Regions from separate parts of the Mus musculus genome. Here region 2 is linked to region 1. A link is a contact called in public Hi-C data. All regions are on one chromosome and are shown on one strand. Each heading gives the region's core, a stretch centred on a gene start, on an enhancer-like site or on the middle of the called end of the contact. The rest is flanking DNA. Distances are from core to core; before and after follow the strand shown.

Evidence for each region. Hi-C and Micro-C count contacts between places; a contact is called where the count stands out from the background.
Region 2: a Hi-C map of uterus shows a contact between it and region 1, with 2.7 times the contacts expected there. The contact joins two enhancer-like sites. A contact is called at or near these places in 6 of 484 Hi-C or Micro-C datasets (the HL-1 cell line, liver, nephron progenitors and 1 more) and 1 of 115 datasets of contacts at active chromatin or transcription factors (embryonic stem cells).

What each region holds. Positions count from the first base shown.
Region 1 is chr4:105,350,399-105,353,980 of GRCm38.p6, forward strand. No RefSeq gene overlaps it. Among named protein-coding and RNA genes, the nearest start is that of Gm40217, 33 kb to the left of the region's middle. Within about 2 kb of position 2,048, at least 18 of the 459 cell types and tissues checked have an H3K27ac peak or open chromatin away from gene starts, as enhancers often do. A contact at or near this core is called in uterus, where this site is marked.
Region 2 is chr4:105,450,117-105,453,698 of GRCm38.p6, forward strand. No RefSeq gene overlaps it. Among named protein-coding and RNA genes, the nearest start is that of Gm40217, 130 kb to the left of the region's middle. Within about 2 kb of position 2,000, at least 24 of the 459 cell types and tissues checked have an H3K27ac peak or open chromatin away from gene starts, as enhancers often do. A contact at or near this core is called in uterus, where this site is marked.

The DNA.
Region 1 (3,582 bases), core at 798-3,297:
CCCCCTTACCGCGTTTTCTTTGGCTAACCCAGGTGTCCATAGCAGAAGGTAGAGTACCATGAAGTGATTTAATGACTCTCCTTCCCTTGTCCAGGTGCTCTGGGCCTTCAATGGGATGCAAGTCAGGAAATCATTAGTGGGTGTTTATATAAGGGAAGAGGAGAAGTTGCTGAAAGTCAGACATTTGGATGATCCAATATCTGAAATAACAAAATCTGTCCTTCCCAAAAAAAAAAAAAAATCCTAACCCCCCAAAACCATAAACCAAAACACCTCAGCAGATCCTTTTACATGTGTGTGCAAACATACACACTTATACACACATACACACATTTATACACACATACACACACACACACACACACACACACACACACACTTCTTTTTTAACGTTATCAGCTGTGTACAAGATGCAAGTGAGAGTCAAGGAATGCAAATGTGTTTCCACTCATGTCTACCATGTGCCTGGCGCTAGATATGTTGTCTGCTCTACTCTTCATAGTAACTCTGTAAGACAGCAGGTCTATTTTTCCACAAAGGGATGCTCAGACAGGTAAGATGTCTTGACTCTTACACAATGGTTAGGCATCAAGGCCAAGATTAAAACCTTAGCCTGTCTGGCCTCCAAATTCAGGCTGGCTTTCTTTTCTTTTCTTTTCTTTTCTTTTCTTTTCTTTTCTTTTCTTTTCTTTTCTTTTCGTTTCTTCTCGCCTCTTCTCATTGCTTCTCTTCTCTTCTCTTCTCTTCTCTTCTCTTCTCTTCTCTTCTCTTCTCTTCTCTTCTCTTCTCTTCTCTTCTCCCCTCCCCTCCCCTCCCCTCCCCTCCCCCCCCCCCTCCCCTCCCCTCCCCTCCCCTCTCCTCCCCTCCTCCCCATGTCTTGCCCTCTCCCCGAGTCTGTCTTCTCAGGCTGTCCAGGAATGTGCCACCACGGCCAGGCAGGTTTGTTTGTTTGTTAGTTTTTCTATTATTTTCTTTTCTGCTACTTTCTGCCTGGGAATTTGTGTTGTGTGTATTAGTAGGAGCCATTGTTTTCTCTAAGCGCCTCTCTTTAGGAAGGCTCCATTTCTTTGTCCTATGTAATGCTATAGAACATCCTGCAGGTTCAAAACAAAAATATTTAACTCTTCGACTATATGGGACTGCTCACATTCTGCACTAAAGGACAACATGGTGGTGGTGATGGGAACAATGTTGGGAGATGCTCTCCCAGAAATGGATGCTGGCTGTTGGTTCTGTTTTGAGATGTGGGGTCAGGTATCAGGAACAGGTTGTGTGGCTCTATTTGTCTTTAAGATGAGTAGGTTAAGCTTTGGAGAGGAAGACAGAAGATTAAACAGGGGCGGGGGGGGGGGAACCTTCCTTCCAGCTCAATCAGCTGAAGGTTGTAGGGACTTCAGTCAACTGTGAGCACTAACTGCTACTTAGCAGCTTCACAGAGATCCAGGAGTCTGTGTATGGAAGACACCCTTATATCCTGTCCAGCTTACTGCATTCTCGAATTATAGTTGGCAAAAGATAAGTAAATGAAAGTAAGCTACTCAACCCATGGTTTATGTACCACTCTGTGTTCTTTTGAGCAGTAGAATGAATATTCCCAGGTTTTCAAGTTAATGAGGCACAGGTCTGATTTTTAATCAAGCCTCTTACCTGTGTTTGTGGCTTGCTTATGTGGGTCAGCCATTTAGTCCTTCTGGCCTCAGGTTCTCCGTCTGTGAGAAAAGTGTAACAATACCTGAATTGTAAGGTCAGCAGCAGCAACAGCAGCAGCAGGCACTCCTCCATTATTAGTATTTTTTCTTCCTATGTCTCAAAGTGGGAATTCTTTATCTGTTATTTGTTAGGTAGAGAGATGAGCATGAGAGATGACCTAAATTCTCTGAGACAATATGAATCCACCCAGCCTGTCGGTGGCGACTGCCAGCCTCTGTTCAAAGCTTCAGCCAGTGCCCATTATGTCATTATGGAGCCTGCAGAAGTGATTACCAATGTTACTTTTCCAGTTCACTGCAGAGCAGAGGGGGAGAGGTTTTTCACACTGCTGGCGTTTTGTTGGAGCACGGTGATATGGATCCCAGATGGCTCCCTCGGCAGATGTGGCCCTGCAGAAGTGTACTGCTGCTTTACAAGGGATTTAATGAAAACCTGGCGCCCCTCCAGGCTTGAGTCAATCCTCTGGTGTTCTCAGCTAATACACACAGACTGGTCTGCCAGTTCCCACCTATAGATGGCGCGGGGGAGGCTGGGGTGAAAAGCTTTTACTTGAGTAACAAGGCTAAGCCTCTGTGACCCAGTCTACAGGTTGGGGTAGGAGAGCTGGAACAGGGGCGTGGAGGGACATTGGTAGGAGGGTAGCTCATACTGAAGACTGTCCAGTTAGCTGAGGGTAGCCCGTACTGGAAAATTTCCAGTTAGCTATTGTTTAGGCAGGATGATCTGGGGGACGAGGACAAAGATGGCTTTCCCAGTTGTTTGGGACTCATGGTGTTTTTCTTCCTTGCCATGGGTTAGACTAAAAAGCAGTGGGAAAAACGGTGGCTTCAGTTAGTTCCTGCTTTTAATTGGAATTGGATCTGTGTCTAGTCACCCTGTTTGAAGTGCTCCGACTCCTCAAGTGTCAGCTTGCTCACTCCCATGTCTTTTATTTTGGCTTCACTATCATATTTTGGAAACGATGCCTCAATCTCCTGGCTGCAAGCTCCCACCCCCCAGTTCTTAGCCTTATGGCACAAGGCTTATGCTGCCGGAGCCAGACATGAGTTGTGAAATGTAACCACAATTTACTTGTCTACTTGCTTCCTGTTTTGGTCAGTTTGTGGGATGCAAGACCTTTGGAAGTAAGAGCTCCTTGCATCTCCTTGACTGCTAAAGCCCAGTGCCCAGGGTGGCCTGGTCCAAAGTAAAGCTTCAACAAGCATTACTGGATAAGGGATGCATTCAAGGACAAGAATAAGACAGGTCTATGTTTATACCGCAGTGCCATCATCCACAAGCTGGACTCCTTTCCCAGATCTCTCTTAGGTTCACCACGTGTACACAAGGGCTCAGCTGCTAGAGAGAAAGGTTGTTCATAGACAGCAGCACCAAGGAGAGCCCAAGACACACAAGCTATGAAGCAGTCTCTAAAAATTAAGCCCCGATACGTGTATCTAGTATTTCTGTTCAGCTAACGCCCATTGAAGATCTAGGATCCGCTCTGCCCCTTACCAAGACCTGGCAGTACATTAGGTGGGTCCTCACACAACCCTGGGAGCTGTTTTGTTTTGTTTAAGTTTCTTTCCCATTTTAGAACAAAGGAAGTAAGGCTTTGGGAAGATGCAGCAGCCGAGCAAGCCTCAACAGCTCCTCAGAGGGACAGACAGCATTAACCACATTTCTATTTTCAAAGCCATAATTTTCCCCATAATCCCAGGCTGCTTCCTATTAACACTTACCCTGGATAAATAAACATAAGGAAGCCACGTTCTCTGTCCTCTGGGGGCTCTGGTTAAGGTGATAAGACATATGTAAGAGTAGAATGAAACACTAGGAAAAACCAAAGTGGATATATATATATATATATATATATATATATATATACATATG
Region 2 (3,582 bases), core at 750-3,249, 100 kb after region 1:
TTAAATTCTTCCTTGCAGGAATGACAGCAGTCACTTCTCATTGCTCAGGGTACTATCTAAATCTAATTTTGGAGATGCAGGGCAGTCCTGGAGAGGAGAGTATTGGTTACCAGCTCCAGTGATTACTCTCTGGGTTCCTAGTGATTCTCTGAATCAGGCACAAGGATGCTGACAGGCAATTCCACAGACAATTTATCTTACAAAGATGCTTTCTTCCCACTGCCTGTGGCCAGGCTTATTTTTCCTGCCTGCGACCACACAGACGTAACCTTTATCAAGAGTTTTCCCAGAGTCCCACTCTCTCAGCCAACACACAGGGTATGGGTCCGATTAGATTGTTCCCTTGGGCTAATCTGACCTTGGGCCCCCCAAGCCTGTCCTCAGTGAAGCATCCTCACAAATGTCCAGAACAGTTTCCGCACCTCAGCTGTTGCCTTATCCTTGTGAACGTCTCGTACTGTCTGGCATAGTAGCATCCAGTGAGGGTTTCATGGCAATGGGTCATATAGGCCTTTTACTCTGGCAATTGCCGTGTCTTGATGAATCTTCTGACTCGAGAAAGGAGGACCACTTCCATTTCGAAAGCAAGTTAAGAGCAGAGCTAGGCTTGTCCTACAGAAACCATACCACAAAAGCAGGAAGAGACCATGGGTCACGTGACTCCTCTTATGATGCTCTTGACTTGCCACCTCATTTATTAGACTTTTATTTTTGAAGAAGGATATCGCTGGATGACTGGGAAGCTTCTAAGTAGACCAGGATGGCCTCAAGCTTACAGCCACCCTCCTGTGTTTGCCTCTTCAGTTGAGGACTTCAGGTGTGTGGCTCAGATCCGTCTTGAAATGGCTGATTGGATCCATTTAATGTAGCACAAGCAGCAACATTCTTCCATATCCTGTACATCTGCATACCCAGGATTGCTGTCCATCTATCCATTCATTACGGTCATATGTTAGTATTACTCATATCCTATGAGTCAGGGGCTGCTTATGGGAATATTCTTTTGAGTCAGTCTGATCAAGTTTATCCTCCAATATGAGCTACAGGGCCTGAGGACAGCTTAAGCTTTCATTGCCTCAGTTTCTCATGAGCAAATAGGGAATTATAATGACGATTATTCTACAGTGCTATATGAAGGATTTCTTGTATTTACCGATACTTAAATAACTCCTTTTACTACCTTAAAGTTAACACCCATTTTTATCTCACAGGTATGTTGCACAAGGCACACGCATGTGTGCATCCCAACGTGTCTCTGCTTCAGGTTCACACGGCTGAAATTGAGCTGTTGGCAGCTCTGGGTTCCTCTTTGGAGCCTCTGCAGACAAGTCTGCTCCCAAGCTTGTTCACGTTGTTGCTGAAATGGAACTATGTGCTTGTAGGGCTGAGGTGTCTGTTTCCTTTTTTACTATTGGCCAGGGTTATCTCAGCTTCCAGAGTCACTTTTATTCCTTGAATCATGACTCCCTTCTTCCATCTTCCAAGTCAGCCACATGTCACACCTTTCCTATGCTGTAAGCTCTGTCACATTGCCGTCTGACTCATCTCTTGCTTTTCATCAGAGTAACCTCTCACAGTTAGGGTCCTATGCAGGTTAGACTGAGCCTGCTCAGTAATTCAGGTCACATTGCAAAGTCTCTTTTGCCAAATAAGGCAATGCTTCCATGTTCTAGGCATCGGTATATGAGATCTTGAGGTTCTTATTCTGACAGTCATTAAGATTATATCAGTATTGTATACAATGCACTTAATAGGCCTGACTACATTGTAACCCCTCACTGTTATCCATTATAGATGCTATTACATTGCTAATAAGTTTATTATGGTGCTTATGGATAAATCAGGAAGGTCACAATACCCTAGGTAGTGGATAAGGAAGGGGCATAAAGAGAGATGAAGCTAGTTAGCTCTGGCAATAGGGTGCATGGCCAGTGCCCAACGAGGCATCTGGGAAACATTAGCAGTCACTACTTTTTGAGCATGTGCTAGGTTTCAGAAACTTTGCAGAAGTTTTCTCACTCCCACAACAGTGATTCAGAGCAGGAATCCTGAATTCATTTTATACTAGGCCAATGAGAAGTCAGCAGAATTAAGTAAAAACTCAAGAACCTGGAGGATGTAAGCAGCGAAACTGAGCCTTGAACCCCTTCTGCCACCTTAGCACGCTGATCTCCTGGCTGCCCTGATATCAGTAAATTGAGTTCACCCGACTGTCCCAGGCTGCCCTCATTTGGATGTCCTTGTCCTTCTTACCTCTGAAGCACATTCCTTGGGTAGCTCAGCACACAGGTGTTGAGTGTATGAAATAGACATTTTGCCCATGTCTATTTTTACTTATTTCATGAGAAAGACAGCTAGAGACACTGTTGCTCCAGTGACCCCAAATCTGTCTCTTCTTCCATGTAAGGAATTGCATATTAAGGGCTACTAGGACAGAATCAGTCTCTTTTTTTTCCATGTAAGGTATTACATGTTGAGAGCTGCATGTGATAGATGTTTCTCTGGAAGTGAGAATCCGGGAAGGACCAAGCTGCCAAAGCTCTGGGTCTGGGCCCTTTGACTCTGGGCCCTTGTAAAGTTTTCTATCTTGGGTATTAAAAAAACCATTAGATTCTTTTTTACTACAGGGTATTATTTTTTCAAGATCAACTGAAGGCCCATCCCCTGAAAGGAGTCTGGGCTATGAAGAGAGTCTATGAAGTCTTCATGTTCCTCAGAGCTGGCCCTACTTTCTGCCTTCTTTGTATTCATAGAAAGCTGGTTAAGCTACACCCTGGAGCATCCATCTGGGACAATGGTTTCAGAGGTTTTTAATCATCAACAGAGAAAGAACAACTTTATGTCAGCAGCTACTGATCAATCTAAACTATACTTCAGGGTTTTGTTTCCAGGTAGCAGAAAGCATAAGATCACAACCTTTCTGTTAATAACTGGCAGTGTCTTTACTTGTCAAAGAAGCCATCAACCTTTGCTCTCGCCGTAGACTCTGAGGTCCTTAAGCAAGGTGAAAGGAGGGACCAGTAAAGCCTAATGCATTGAGAACATGGAACCCCATTTGGATTCTGCCTCCCTCACCCATCAGTCACTTAAAATTAAGAAAGTCCAGCTATCCAGGGATCTTTAATTTTCTTAGCCTTAAATATGAATAAAAACATCAAACTACGTGGGCTATTTGGGAATGAAGTAGAATGCAAAAGTGGCAAATGACTGCGACAGGCATGTCCCATCGCCAGCCAAGCAGCTGCCACTTAGGAATAGGTGAGGTGGGCAGTGTCATGTGACTGACCGGCAGGACATGTGTCTTCAGAGGCTTTCACTCTGGCTCTTGTAGACTGAAAACTGGAGTCTTTGCCCAGCCTGACCATCCACTGTCTTCACTAGCTCATTTGCAATGGGAAGCCCATTAGAGACCTTGGTGGACTGTCACTGCAAAGCTGGTTGCCTGAGGGGAGCCTGACTGCAGGGCTCTGTCATCTACCTGGGTAATCACACCATGCTGCTAACTGCTTTTTCTGCTTGTTTTGGTCACTTACTACTACTACAGTGACATTTCTACCAGACATTTCTACCATCCTATATATT